Linked DNA regions of Drosophila melanogaster: region 2 is linked to region 1. Evidence: chromatin contacts called from public Hi-C data. All regions are on one chromosome and are shown on one strand. The core of a region is the stretch at or near the end of the contact, and the rest is flanking DNA. Distances in the headings are between cores, read along the strand shown.

Region 1 (6,391 bases), core at 392-2,891:
CAAAAGATTACACCACATCACTCAGTTAACCTATTTTGCACCGTCCTGGTTGGTGGCTCCCGAAATGAAGACCAACAGAACTACCGGAACGATGTACATCCACTAAAAATAAAAAAGTGAATTTGTAATAAAGGATTTCAGGCCAAAGTATTTGTACTTACGTATTTGGCAAAGAAGCCGCGGTTATCCCGAACCTCCCCGCGCTCCCTGGCCTCGCGCTCCCGCTCCACCTTCTGAATAAAGCCAGCAGTATCGGGCACGGGGGCCAGTTCAGCGTGGCGGATGAGGACATCGGTGCTGAATTGCGTTTCCAGTAGCTTATTCACGTCTTCCTGGGTGCACTCTATAGTGGCCGGGGCCGTGTCCTGGGACACAGTGATGCCGGTTACGTATCCGGAGGGTTCGAGCGACACCCAAAGCACGTCATTCAATTGGGCTTGCAGCAGGCGACAGGCCTTGTTGGAAGTGATGAACTGCGCCTTAGCTCCATTTGAATACACCACCGTGGCCTTCAAACGGTAGAACTCGTTTCCAAGGGCCAGTTTCTAAAAAAGGTTAAAGGGGTTATTACTAAGTGCATACTTATTTTAAGATTACGTTCAACAGGAAGGCTTAAACTTAACTGACAAGGCATCTTTTTAAAAACTAAATGGAAACAAACAGGCTATATAATTGAATGCATTTCTACACTTATAGAATACAATGGTTAATGCTGCAGTATATTCAATACTCAGCGAATATCTAGCCACCTCATTCGCCTGTAACCACTCCATAAGATGCACTAAGTACACCACTCTTGGATGGTGAAAAATGGTGAACATTTTCCTACCGGCGTGCCCATGTGCCCGAACCACTGTTACCTTCAGCAAGTCCAGATCGGCAGTGCTCAGATCTGGTTGCTCCACATTGGCCAGACCAGAGTTGAGACTGGGAATCGTCACATTCCCGCGGAAGGAGAAACTTTCCGAGTTTGCAGCCAGCGAGTGCTGGAGCTCCACTGTAATCCAGCTGTCATGCTCCAGGAATCCCTGAGAGAACGTTGGTTTAGACACGTTATGTGCAGTACGTAGGGGATTAACACTTACCCAGCTGCTGGACACTAGACCCAGCACGAAAATTAGAACAAATCCCGCCTTTGAATACATATTTCCCTGCCAAACGCTCAATTTTAATTTTAATTTTTCAATCGTCTGAGGGTTGCCAATAGAGTGACCGCTCATTGCAAAAACAACCTAAGCTCCTAGAAAAATACCAAAATATACTGCGAGTAAGTTGGGGTATTCCGTTTTCTCTCAACAAGCGGCTGAACTGATACCCTCTGTCCGGAATCGAACTTTAGGGATTACCACTACAATTTATATGAGTAGCAAAAATACTAGCCAAAAACATATTTTCCAATTGAACTTTTCTTTCTTGGGACCAAAATGCAATTTTGCAATTCTGCGATTTCAAAGGCAGTATTCAAAACTTGTACACACCCCTTTTATGAAACTCACCATTCTGTTCGTTGCAATCATATTAAATATCTGTGCGCTTCTCTATCTGGAGTACTCAAAAGTTGTTAAAATAGACATTAAAAACTTTTTTTGAACTATGAAATATATTTGTCTGTATTTTTCTAATCTTCACATGAACGTCGAACCTGTGGTTTTTACTCTCATTATGTTGGGACTTAGTAGGCCAGTAGAAGATTTATAAATATGGCTATATAGCAATAACTGCTGATCTAAAAAATCCCAACCATAATAAGGGCACACACGGATTGCGATCAAAACCCGACTTCTTTGGAGCTGATAAAAAACTAACCATCTATCTGAAGTTAACCTGAACTTTTATAGTTTGCGTCGAGGGATCATACTTTTGACATACTTTGCTTAATATTAACCCTGTAAAGAAATGATTTGCATTAAATTGCATATCTAAATATATATAAATATATATATAAATATAAATATATTTTTTAACATCCCAAAATAGTTTATCCAATTACTTAAAAAACATATGTACAAAGGCATCTCTTTACTTAAAAGTATTCGCATTGTAGTGTTAAAATCATTTCACATATGAAATAAGATATAGGTGCTGTTGTAGGGTTTTAAATCGAGGACAAATTGAAATCTGATAAAACAAATCGTCAGGCATCATTGCCTTTGGACTTGTTTACCGGCTTACAGATTTTATTCCGAGTAGGCCAACAGTTCGAAAAGGAGTCCCCACAAGGCTGGTCATTCGACAAAATGCAATAGATATGTTTTGTAGTGTTTAATATAAAAAAATACATATAGTAAATCTGGATGACCCAAAGTGTCTAAGCCATCGGGAATTGCATGCCATGGCAAACAGTTTTTGAGTTGTGAACAATGGAAACACAGAGATGTTCGTTGTAGTTCAGGTCTCGAAGCAACTACAAAGAAGATTTAAAACAGTTAACTAAATATTTAAATGAATAAGCATTTATATTTACCTTAGGTGTTACAAATAAATACTGAGCCGAGCCGTGCTTGGTGGCTTCTTTGAGGAGCAAGTCGAATATGTGACGTTCATTTGTAGCGTCCATGCCTTGATTTATTTCATCGACACACCTAGAAATGGAGAACTATAAATCGGGCGTCAGTTTGCAGCTGGGTTCCGCAATCACCTGAATGGCACGTGGGTGACATGTTGCAAGGACAATGAGTATATGGCGATGGACACTGCGCGTTCGCCACCAGATTGAATAAACTTGTCCAGCGGCTGCAGCTGGAGACCTCTCCTGAACTGGACCATTATCTGAATACCATATGAGTCAAAGTCATACTAGAATTAATAAAGTGAAATACATTTGAAGTAAAGTTTTTATGTAGGACAGTTTAAGTTCTCACTTTGTCGGTTTTGGATAACACAACTTCTCCCACGTATTCAATGGACTCCATAAATTCGCTGAACTTGGTACTGATTGTTTCTACCAAGCTATTAAGTTTGGGCTCCCATTTGTCGTATAAATTGGACATGCCAGACTCGATGCTCTTTGCTTGGTTAACAGACTCTTGAATTCCTTCCTCCAGTTGCTTGACTTCATTTTGCAGTCCTTGATAGCTGCTGATGGCCTGCATATTTTAATATGGAAAGTTATTAGATATATCAGCTTCAGTTCACTAATTTAAAAGAGTGTTTTACCTCGGAGTTTACACTTTTCATGCACTCCAATCGTGCCTGAAAGTCATGTATTGCCTCTCGTAGTTCGGGCAAATCTATATTTTCCAGCTCCCTAAATTCCTTCTTAAAAGGAAATTTGCTACTGGTTGGAATTTCTCCGTGGCAAAGGCCCTGAATAGCGCTCTTTCGTTTGTTAACGTCGCTAATTTGATTTTCTAAGCACTGCAGCAACTGTTGGAAGTCTCTCTGCAAGCAAAACATTCCTATAAATAAATTCCTTAAGTGCATTTCGATTTCCTTACGGTTGCTGCTTTACTCTGTTCCTCGCTTTCCTTGAGGGCTTCAATTTGAGTCTCATGTTGCAGCATATAAATGGATACCTTTGTCTGGGCCATATTCTTTTCAATTATAAGTCGGTCAATAGCTTTCAAGCACGAGCACAATTCCGCATCAGCATCGAATATTTTTTTTAAGTCTTTATGCAAACTGTTACAAAAATTGGTTTCAAGACAGTCTAGCGCTGAAAAAACACGGTTCATAATGGCTGAATATTTAGTGCACTAAGAAATACTTACAATCGCTATTGCGCAGGGCTTCCAGCTTCTTTTGGAGCGTTTCAATTTCGGTTTTCAGGCTATTAAAATGGGCTATTTTTTGGTCAAGCTTTCGTCTCTTCTCTTGCTCATCCTTTGCAACAGCTTGCAATCGTTCAAATTCATTGTCGGTCTGGGTTATTGCGTTTTTAATGCTGTCGCTTTCCTTCACTGCTTCGGAGCACTGTTTCATCACCAGGGCCAGTTGTTGTGAGTCCACTGTAATAAGTTGGTTCTTCGCTCGAATGCTACTTTCAGTTAGAATAGTATCCGACCGATAGCGGGATGCGGTCACAACGAACTTCTTGCTGCCTAAAATGCACAGTACGGAATTCAAAATCAGAATTTATACATTTGCGAAGCGAAACCGAATAAGAAAAATATACACACCGCCGAAATAAACTCGGATAGCTTTTGGAATGGATGAAGTGTAATTGCCCACAGCTTCTGTGCCAATTGGTATATTATGAATGGAATAGGAAGCGCACAGCTTGTTTATTAGTGGTATTGGTCCCGTGACAAGATCCACGAGGTATGACCGAAATCCGAAAGAGCTGTAAAAGTATTTAAAACTAGGTATTGGACTAGTATTGGACAATTGACAAGTGCATACCGCAGATCATCGATGGGAGTTTTGGGACTGTACACGAGTCTATCGGATGGTGCGCAGTAAATAACGTTAACTCCCAATTTTTGCTTCACACACAACTCGTTGATCAGGTCCGACATATCCCCCTTGTCCTCACACGCAAATGCAAATAAATCGCGCTGCGCCACAACGTTTTCCAAAAACTTTGCGTCCTCATGATTTTGTACTGTAAGCTATGATAGCGGTTTTAACATTAGGCCATTGGTAATGGCTTCATTTTGAAAAGCTCACCTCAAGTATCATTGGGTCATAAACGTTCAATTTGTACCTTTGCTTATTTTGCGCCAACCAGTTCATGGCCACAACCAAATTCGGATTTTTTGCTCTAATTTCCTAAAATGAAAGGTAGCGTTAAGTTGAGTTTTCATTATTTCAGTAAGAACTTACATCAATCTTTTGCATTTTGACGTTTCTCAACCGCTCTATTTTAAGTTTATACGCAGTAATTTCAGGAATCATTTCATCATTCAGTTTTTGTTCCAGTTGTCTCCGTCTGCTGTACTGCTCCATTGCTTTCCCGCGGGCAGCTGCGCACGATTCCTTAGCCCTTTCAAGTTCCGAAACGATCAGAGGCCTGCTCTTATTTAGGGTTTCAAGCTCGTAAATTTTATTCTCCACCAACTGATTTAGGTTATCACACTCTGTGGCCGTTCTTCGTGATTTTTTAATGTTTTGCTATGTGACAGAATGTAAGATTAAGAGTTATTCACATGATCGATATATGCAACAAGAACACCAACCTCCAGTTCATATTTTTTTTGGTAAATTCCTTGCTTCAAAGAGTCCATTTTACCATCAATAGCCGCCTTCTCCGCTACAGCGTTTTCTAATAAGCGTGTCTAAAAAAACTTATTTTTAAAAAATATATTAAAAAACACTGCCACCCATTACCTTTTCCAATAAGGCCTTTCTGAGTGATTCTTTTTCCTTCTCAATTTGTTCTTGGGATTGAAGAAGTTTGTCATGTTGGTTCTTCAATTTGTCGCTCTGAGTTTTTGCGTTTTTCACTTGAGTTTTCATTTCTGCGGCCTTGGCTTCTCCAGCCTGAGTCTCAACCCACAATTTCTTCGCACTGTACACCTGCAGCTTTTGCTTGACCTCTTCGCGTTCTTTATATTGGGACACAGTCATTTGTAAGCTAATAAAATGATATTAAGACAATTAGGTTTTTAGTAAGAATTAAAATTTTGTACTTCATCCACACATTTGGTTACATTTTACTTAGTGAATAAAAATAAGCTCGGGTAACTATATCTTACTGTTCCAATCGTTTTTGCTTCTTAACCAGATCACTTTTCTCTTTTTCCCGATTAGCATGGACATTCGCCTGTTCTGTGCGCATTTGCTTTAGACTGTTGAAGCTGTTGATCAGGTCTTCGTCACACACGGAGGACATTGTGTTGAGCAAAAGCTCTTGAGGATTCATCTTGGAGAAGTCCTGAAACAGTATGTTTACAATAAATAGGTGTGTAATTTATGAATTGCCAACATAACGACATACCTGAACCCGATCCTGCGGGAGGAACTGACACAAATTGCTGACTTGTATGTTAAAGGAGGATACAGCAGCCAAAAAGTTCTTCTTGGAGGTGTCTTTGTCGTTCACAGAGAAGGTAGACAAGCCATTAGAGTTTATTATGCGCCGAAAGGTTTCCGTGGTGTTGGGCGTGCGTCCATACACCCGGACAATTATGGTGGCCGAGGTTTTGTTGCTCTGTATGTAGTCGGCAACGCTGGCGGAGCGATCAAGGAGAATCGGTTCCCCTCCGAGGCCCAAAATTATGGCCGACACGATGGTGGACTTGCCACTGCCATTGGGACCGGTCAGAACGTTCAGGTAGTGCTTCGGATGGAATGTGATCTCGCTGTAGGATCTGTTGTTGGAAATAATCAAATGAGCCGCGAAATTGTCAATTTGCGCCTTTGATGGAAATAAACCTACACGAAATCTTTGCAGTACACGGAATGTATGCGCCCCGCCAATTGCTTGGAACTTAAGGCACGATCCCCCGCC
Region 2 (5,841 bases), core at 1,606-4,105, 370 kb before region 1:
GCCCCTCACATTCATTGCCTTGGCCTCGTTCACGAGCTTGATTTTAATGTCTGAGGCACGTTGAGGGCTGATGGTGATATCTAGGTTGTCATCCTGACCCTTTCCTGCTCCGTAGTCCGTAGTCTCGTCCCACTGAGATCGCAGTTCCGGCTCAAATTCCCTGCCGTACGCATTGTTCACCAGCTTGGCCACGTTAAAGTCTAACGGTGACCGTCCAGGCAAGGCACCATTCATGACAACCTGTGGTTTTGCACTGCTCGTCGATTGTAGGGAATCGCTGTCGCAGCTCTGCTGGCTGTGACTGGAACTGACCACGCCCCCACCTGCGCCGCTGGCACTGGCCTTACTGCCCAAGCTTAGGGATTCCGAAAGCGGCTCGTCTCCGCCAACGTAGTCGTTATCCAGACAGCTTACATCCTGCCCTCCACTGGCTCTGCTAGTAAGTGCATCCACAACCTTAAAGGCCACGCAGTAGCGATTGCTGAGACAGGCGATTACGTTCTCGGCTAGACACAGACGCACAGGGACGAAGTTTAGTTGCACGAAGAACTTAAAGGGCAGAAAGTCGATGAAAGCGAACCTAGGCTGCGTGTTCTCATGAACGCACTGGGTGTATTCGTAGAGGTAAATCCTGTCACGACTGCTCACAATGATGTTTCCGGATGTCTGGCAGCATTGCACCAGCTCCGGCGGACTGCGCAACGGCAGCTCAATCACATCGATGCTCTCCACCAACGGTGTCTTGGGCGTGGTCATCGAAGCTATTCGAATGGTAATGGGCAGCTCGTTTAGCCGGCTGTCCGGGAACTTCCAGAAGTTGGCGTAGATGCGTACGAACATCTTCGTGTCGTCCTCAGAGCAGACTGTATTGCTGTTGCTGCTTGATGTGCAGCTAATGGTGGAGGAGGAGTGCACCGGACTGCCCGCCTGTTCCTTTTCAAGAGTAAGTAGGTATTTGCCTGAGGAAGATTCATCTTTAGTAGCGTTTTCAGATACATATACATAATATATACTCACCAGCTTCACAGTAAATAAGTTGCACCACTTCTCCCACCGTGGCCAGCGTGCTCCTGCTCGGCGTCCTCTCATCACCAGCGGTGGTGGTGGATTCTCCTGCCGTCTCATTGGATTGTCCAACGTCCTCTGGTGCCGTTCTTGTGTGGTCCTCAGATTGAGCCTGCTTGGCACCTATGTCGTAGATCTCGATGAACTGTTCAGCACTGCTGATGGCTATGCGGTTGTTCCCGATAAGGCTGGCCGCCAGGATGTCACCGTTGAGGGCATACGTCTGCTGCCTGGCAAAGTTGTAGGCCTGCAGGATCTTCACCATGGTGGCTCTCTACAAAAAAGACGATGAATTCTTTTTTTACGGCACTCTAGAATTACAAACTAAGCCCTCAGCTTAGTGGAGTGACTTCATCGCCGGACGTACACAGACTGATGGCCTCACCGTGAATCAGCCACTAGAGCAGGGAGTTCTCTGACTGAGCGTGGGACAGAGAAAGGGAGAAGTCCGAGTGACAGTGGATTGGCGGACCGCTTAGCGGGGCTCAAGTGGTTCTTATTTGGGCATGTGAACCATTAGCATAATTGTGCGCTTATACTGGGGTTAGGGATCGGAAGAGTGGATGTGCCGATGAGGCCTAAGGCTAGCGCATATGGGCAAGCTAGGCTAGGATAGGGCAGTTAAAAAGTGAAGCACTTAAATTTAATAAGAGTTAGCCGCAGAATATTTCGGGATTGTAGATAAAGTCGCGATCAAAATTAAATCTTTAATCGGTAAAAATTTTGTTAATCTACGATATATGTATGTATACTATCTGGAGTCACAAAAAGTAGGGAAGCAAATAAAACTGTGATAAATACATTTTAAATTGAAAATCCAAAAATATCACTCGCAGTACACCTTTTTCATTCACCATCCGTCTTTCAGAATCATAGATATGCAATCGAACTTTTGAACACCTTTTTTAAAAGAGAGAGTGGTACATTTGGTAAAACAAGAACCCGTCCCAACGTCGTGCGGCATCAAGTATTCCAATAGGTCAGTGCTGCACCTTTACTTCAGGTGGAAGTCCTGCGTTGTTGTATTGTACGCTTTGACCATAGAGTAAACAGACAGGAAATTAGGTCACGATAGTATACAAAAACACGCCCTTCCTGATTTCCGCCGCCCACCACCACCGGCATTCTATGAGGCGATTAAAGTGGGCCCGGTATCCCAACCCCGATTCCGAGTAGCTATACGTGAGTTAGCCCAATTAAGCCATTGGACATTCGCTGGACATACCACTCGGCGCATCAATCAAAACAGCCGGCCAGGAGGCGGACACGGAAGTGGCATAGCCGGAAATAGACAAGGATTGAGATTTATTTCTGGTCGCTCGGTCAAATCAATAATTCCCGCGTAATCCGTGCGTTAACCCAAATGAACTTGGGAAATGGAGAAGCCAGAACATGCAAATGTGTGTTACGGCGGGGAATGGGGTCACTAAGAGATGTGTGTGCGTTTTCAGTTGCATTTTGGCAGCGGCTTATATGGAAAAATCAATATCTAAGCATTTTGTTAGAAGGTGCCGCTGGAAACTTGGCAAATAATTTACTCTTTGGCAATGTCTTACGTTTAAACTCGTTTTATTATTCCATACAGAAAAACAGAAGACAGGGTTTAAGGATTTCTGAAATGCATTCTTCTTCGGCGTAGATGTTCCGACAATATATGTTACTTATTATTAGGTGGTAGTTATGCCACGTAAATATAACTCCCAGGACTCCCCGGACTGCACATAATATTTACTCGCGTTTGTTTATATTATTTCCGAGTGAGAAACGACAAACTATAAAATATCCAATATAGTGTGACCAGGTTTTGCTCTAATGCGAAGTACGGATTGGGTAGAGATAAGTATTTTTCAAACTACGCTAGACTACAAAGCATCGATACAAGGGTACGTTATTTAATACTCTCTAATTTTGAATTTCTAAATAGCTTAGTAATAAGAGAGTCTTTAAAAGTATAAAGCTCCACTACTATCGAAAATATGTTTTCAACAAAATTCTTTACTTTTACTTTAAGGAATATCTAACTAAGAAATGATTTATATCGAAGATATAACACAACTGCTTTGATATGTGTTAAAGAGCATATTTTTATTATTATTATTCCGAATTCTTTTATCAGATTTAAATATGGGAAACACTTTAATGTATTCAGTATTCAAAAATGCATCGGTATTTTAAGAAGTCCCCGCCACGGCCACACTCCTGGCGCGCAGTGAAATTCGCGCAATAATACGAAATGAAATCATGTCCAGCGCACGCAGCCATGTCAGCATGCAGAACAAGTACGACCGCGTGGTCCTGCTGGTGGACATGGACTGCTTCTTTTGCCAGGTGGAGGAGAAGCAGCATCCGGAATACCGCAACCGCCCGCTGGCCGTCGTCCAGTACAATCCCTGGCGAGGTGGCGGCATCATAGCAGTGAACTACGCCGCTCGTGCCAAGGGAGTCACTCGCCACATGCGCGGCGACGAGGCGAAGGACCTGTGTCCGGAGATCGTGCTCTGCCAGGTGCCGAATATCCGGGAGAAGGCCGATACTAGCAAGTACCGCGATGCCGGCAAGGAGGTGGCCAACGTGCTGCAGCGATTTACGCAGCTCCTGGAGCGCGCTTCCGTGGATGAGGCGTACTTGGACATAACGGAGACCGTTAACCATCGCATGCAGCAGATGCAGAGTGTAAGCTCTGGCACATAATTTTAAAGCGTTTTATTATTATTTTCCTCGTTGCAGGGAGCCTTTGCATTGCAACCGCAGGAACTGGTGAACACCTTTGCTGTGGGCTATCCCAGCATTGGCGACTACGTCAACAAGATAACAAATCGCTTCGCCAATCCCTACATGGACGACGAACGCTACCAGATGTCCTACGACCAAAACGACCTTCCCGCCGTCCGACAAAGCGACATTCGGCTTCTTATTGGAGCCTCTGTGGCAGGTGAAGTCCGCGCGGCTGTAAAAAAAGAGACAGGCTACGAGTGCTCGGCTGGCATAGCGCACAATAAGATCCTGGCCAAGTTGGCAGCTGGAATGAACAAGCCCAACAAGCAGACTATTTTGCCGTTGACGGAGACCGCCAGCCTCTTCGACTCCTTGCCTGTTGGCAAGATCAAGGGGCTGGGTGGCAAATTCGGTGAGGTGGTGTGTGAGACATTAGGCATAAAGTTCATGGGCCAGGTGGTCAAGTTTTCGGAGGTAGATCTGCAGCGCAAGTTTGACGAGAAGAATGGGTGGGTCCCTTAAGAGGAGTAGACCACGTTCAAAGTAACTTATTTCCTCTTATTCCAGAACCTGGCTATTTAACATCTCTCGCGGCATAGACCTGGAAGCCGTGACTCCCCGCTTCTATTCGAAAAGCATTGGCTGCTGTAAAAAGTTTCCGGGTCGAAATAACATTACGGGGTTGAAAACCCTTCAACATTGGCTTGGTGAGCTTTCCTCCGAGATCAACGACCGCCTTGAGAAGGACTTCATCGAGAACAATCGCAGGGCCAAACATATGGTGGTGCAATATGTGCAGGACATTGACGGCGAGGAGGTGGCCAGCTCCCGCTCGACTGCTCTCAGAGATTACGACCAGGAGTCCATCGTAAGGCTTTCTCTAGACCTAATCAAGGCAAACACTAAAACGTTTCTGCGTCCTGGTAGCGAGTCTGCTTTAAACAATGCTATCAAGTTCCTTGGCATTAGTGTTGGCAAGTTCGAAACCGTCTCTAGTGGGCAAAACAAGCTGCAGGAGATGTTTGCTAACCAGGCTGCCAAGAAACGAAGGGTAAGTGGAGATGAGCCAGGGCAACTGCCTAAAGTTGAAATGGAGAAAAAGCAGAAGCAAACGGACGAATTTAAGATGAAGAGCTTCTTTGCAAACTATTTGCAAGGAGCTAAAAAAGAGGATGCGAAAGCAGACGGCATTTCTGCGAATCCCTTGGCTGCTGCAGCAGGTGCTCCAAACAAGAATTTCGTAGAGGAATACAAACATAAGCTTCATGCGGCCGTAAGGACTGAAGGAACTGTTCTCACATCAACACCAGCGGAGTTCAAGGAAAGCTTTTTTTCACAGTACCTAAAACAACAAAAAAAGACAGGACAGCAAGGGTCGGTTACATCGAGGGAGGACTCCTTAGATGTGCAGGAGCTGGCCGAGGAATTGGACGCCATTGAGGCTGACAATTCGAAAGATTTTGAAGAAGACACTGAAGAGGAGACGGAGTTAACTAGTGATACCCACATGTCTAAGCCTGAAGGACAGTCATCCGATGCCGGACAAGAACAGGATCCAAACACCTTGAATGATTCAACAGGGAATGACTTATACGTTGAAACTGGTATTGTGCCTCCCACGCTTACTGAAGACGAATTGAAGCCTTCAACATCAAAAAGAAAGTTCGATGAGATCGAAAGTTCTGTAAGTAATTACAAGGAGTGTTACGTAGAGTTTGCAGTACCCAACCTTCGCACCGATATCTTGCCTACTATCAAATGCGATCAGTGCGGAGCAAACATTCCCGACGAAGTTAAGTCCCTACAAACACATAGAGACCATCACTTCGCCCAGGAACTAAGCCGAACGCTAAGAAGCACCGAGCGGGAAGAGAGGACGCAGAGCCGACAGAAGATATCTCTTAAGCCGACGCCACCCAAAAAGAGCAAGAAGACGGCTGGTTCTGGTAGCAGTTCCTACAGTACGGCACCACCGAGTAACAGCATAACCAAGTTCTTCCGCGCCAAACCAACTCAGGAGCAAGCGCCCAGTGATCCACAGATGAATCAGTGCCCCGAGTG

Evidence for each region. A called contact is a pair of places that touch in the nucleus more often than the background predicts.
Region 2: a Hi-C map of the Kc167 cell line shows a contact between it and region 1, with 1.8 times the contacts expected there. The contact joins the promoter of CG14562 here to the promoter of EMC10 in region 1. A contact is called at or near these places in 3 of 107 Hi-C or Micro-C datasets (the Kc167 cell line, the ML-DmBG3-c2 cell line and eye imaginal disc) and 1 of 6 datasets of contacts at active chromatin or transcription factors (the Kc167 cell line).

Annotation. Positions count from the first base shown.
Region 1 is chr3L:21,569,381-21,575,771 of dm6, reverse strand. It overlaps EMC10 (ER membrane protein complex subunit 10), which reads right to left and starts at 1,641. Exons shown (of 4, transcript NM_168925.2): 1 at 1,497-1,641; 2 at 861-1,028; 3 at 162-545; 4 at 1-102. The coding sequence starts at 1,517. The coding sequence ends at 31. It overlaps SMC5 (Structural maintenance of chromosomes 5), which reads right to left. Exons shown (of 15, transcript NM_168924.4): 1 at 6,320-6,391; 2 at 5,879-6,251; 3 at 5,637-5,815; 4 at 5,269-5,515; 5 at 4,765-5,052; 6 at 4,609-4,710; 7 at 4,342-4,550; 8 at 4,119-4,282; 9 at 3,711-4,040; 10 at 3,438-3,655; 11 at 3,157-3,381; 12 at 2,862-3,086; 13 at 2,639-2,796; 14 at 2,465-2,582; 1 more. The coding sequence ends at 2,309. It overlaps mir-193 (mir-193 stem loop), which reads right to left and starts at 1,758; the gene lies at 1,651-1,758.
Region 2 is chr3L:21,939,235-21,945,075 of dm6, reverse strand. It overlaps CG14562, which reads right to left and starts at 2,855. Exons shown (of 7, transcript NM_001275270.1): 1 at 2,622-2,855; 2 at 1,018-1,339; 3 at 1-959. The coding sequence starts at 1,330. PolH (DNA polymerase eta) reads left to right here and starts at 3,264. Exons shown (of 3, transcript NM_141114.3): 1 at 3,264-3,738; 2 at 3,793-4,289; 3 at 4,348-5,841. The coding sequence starts at 3,307.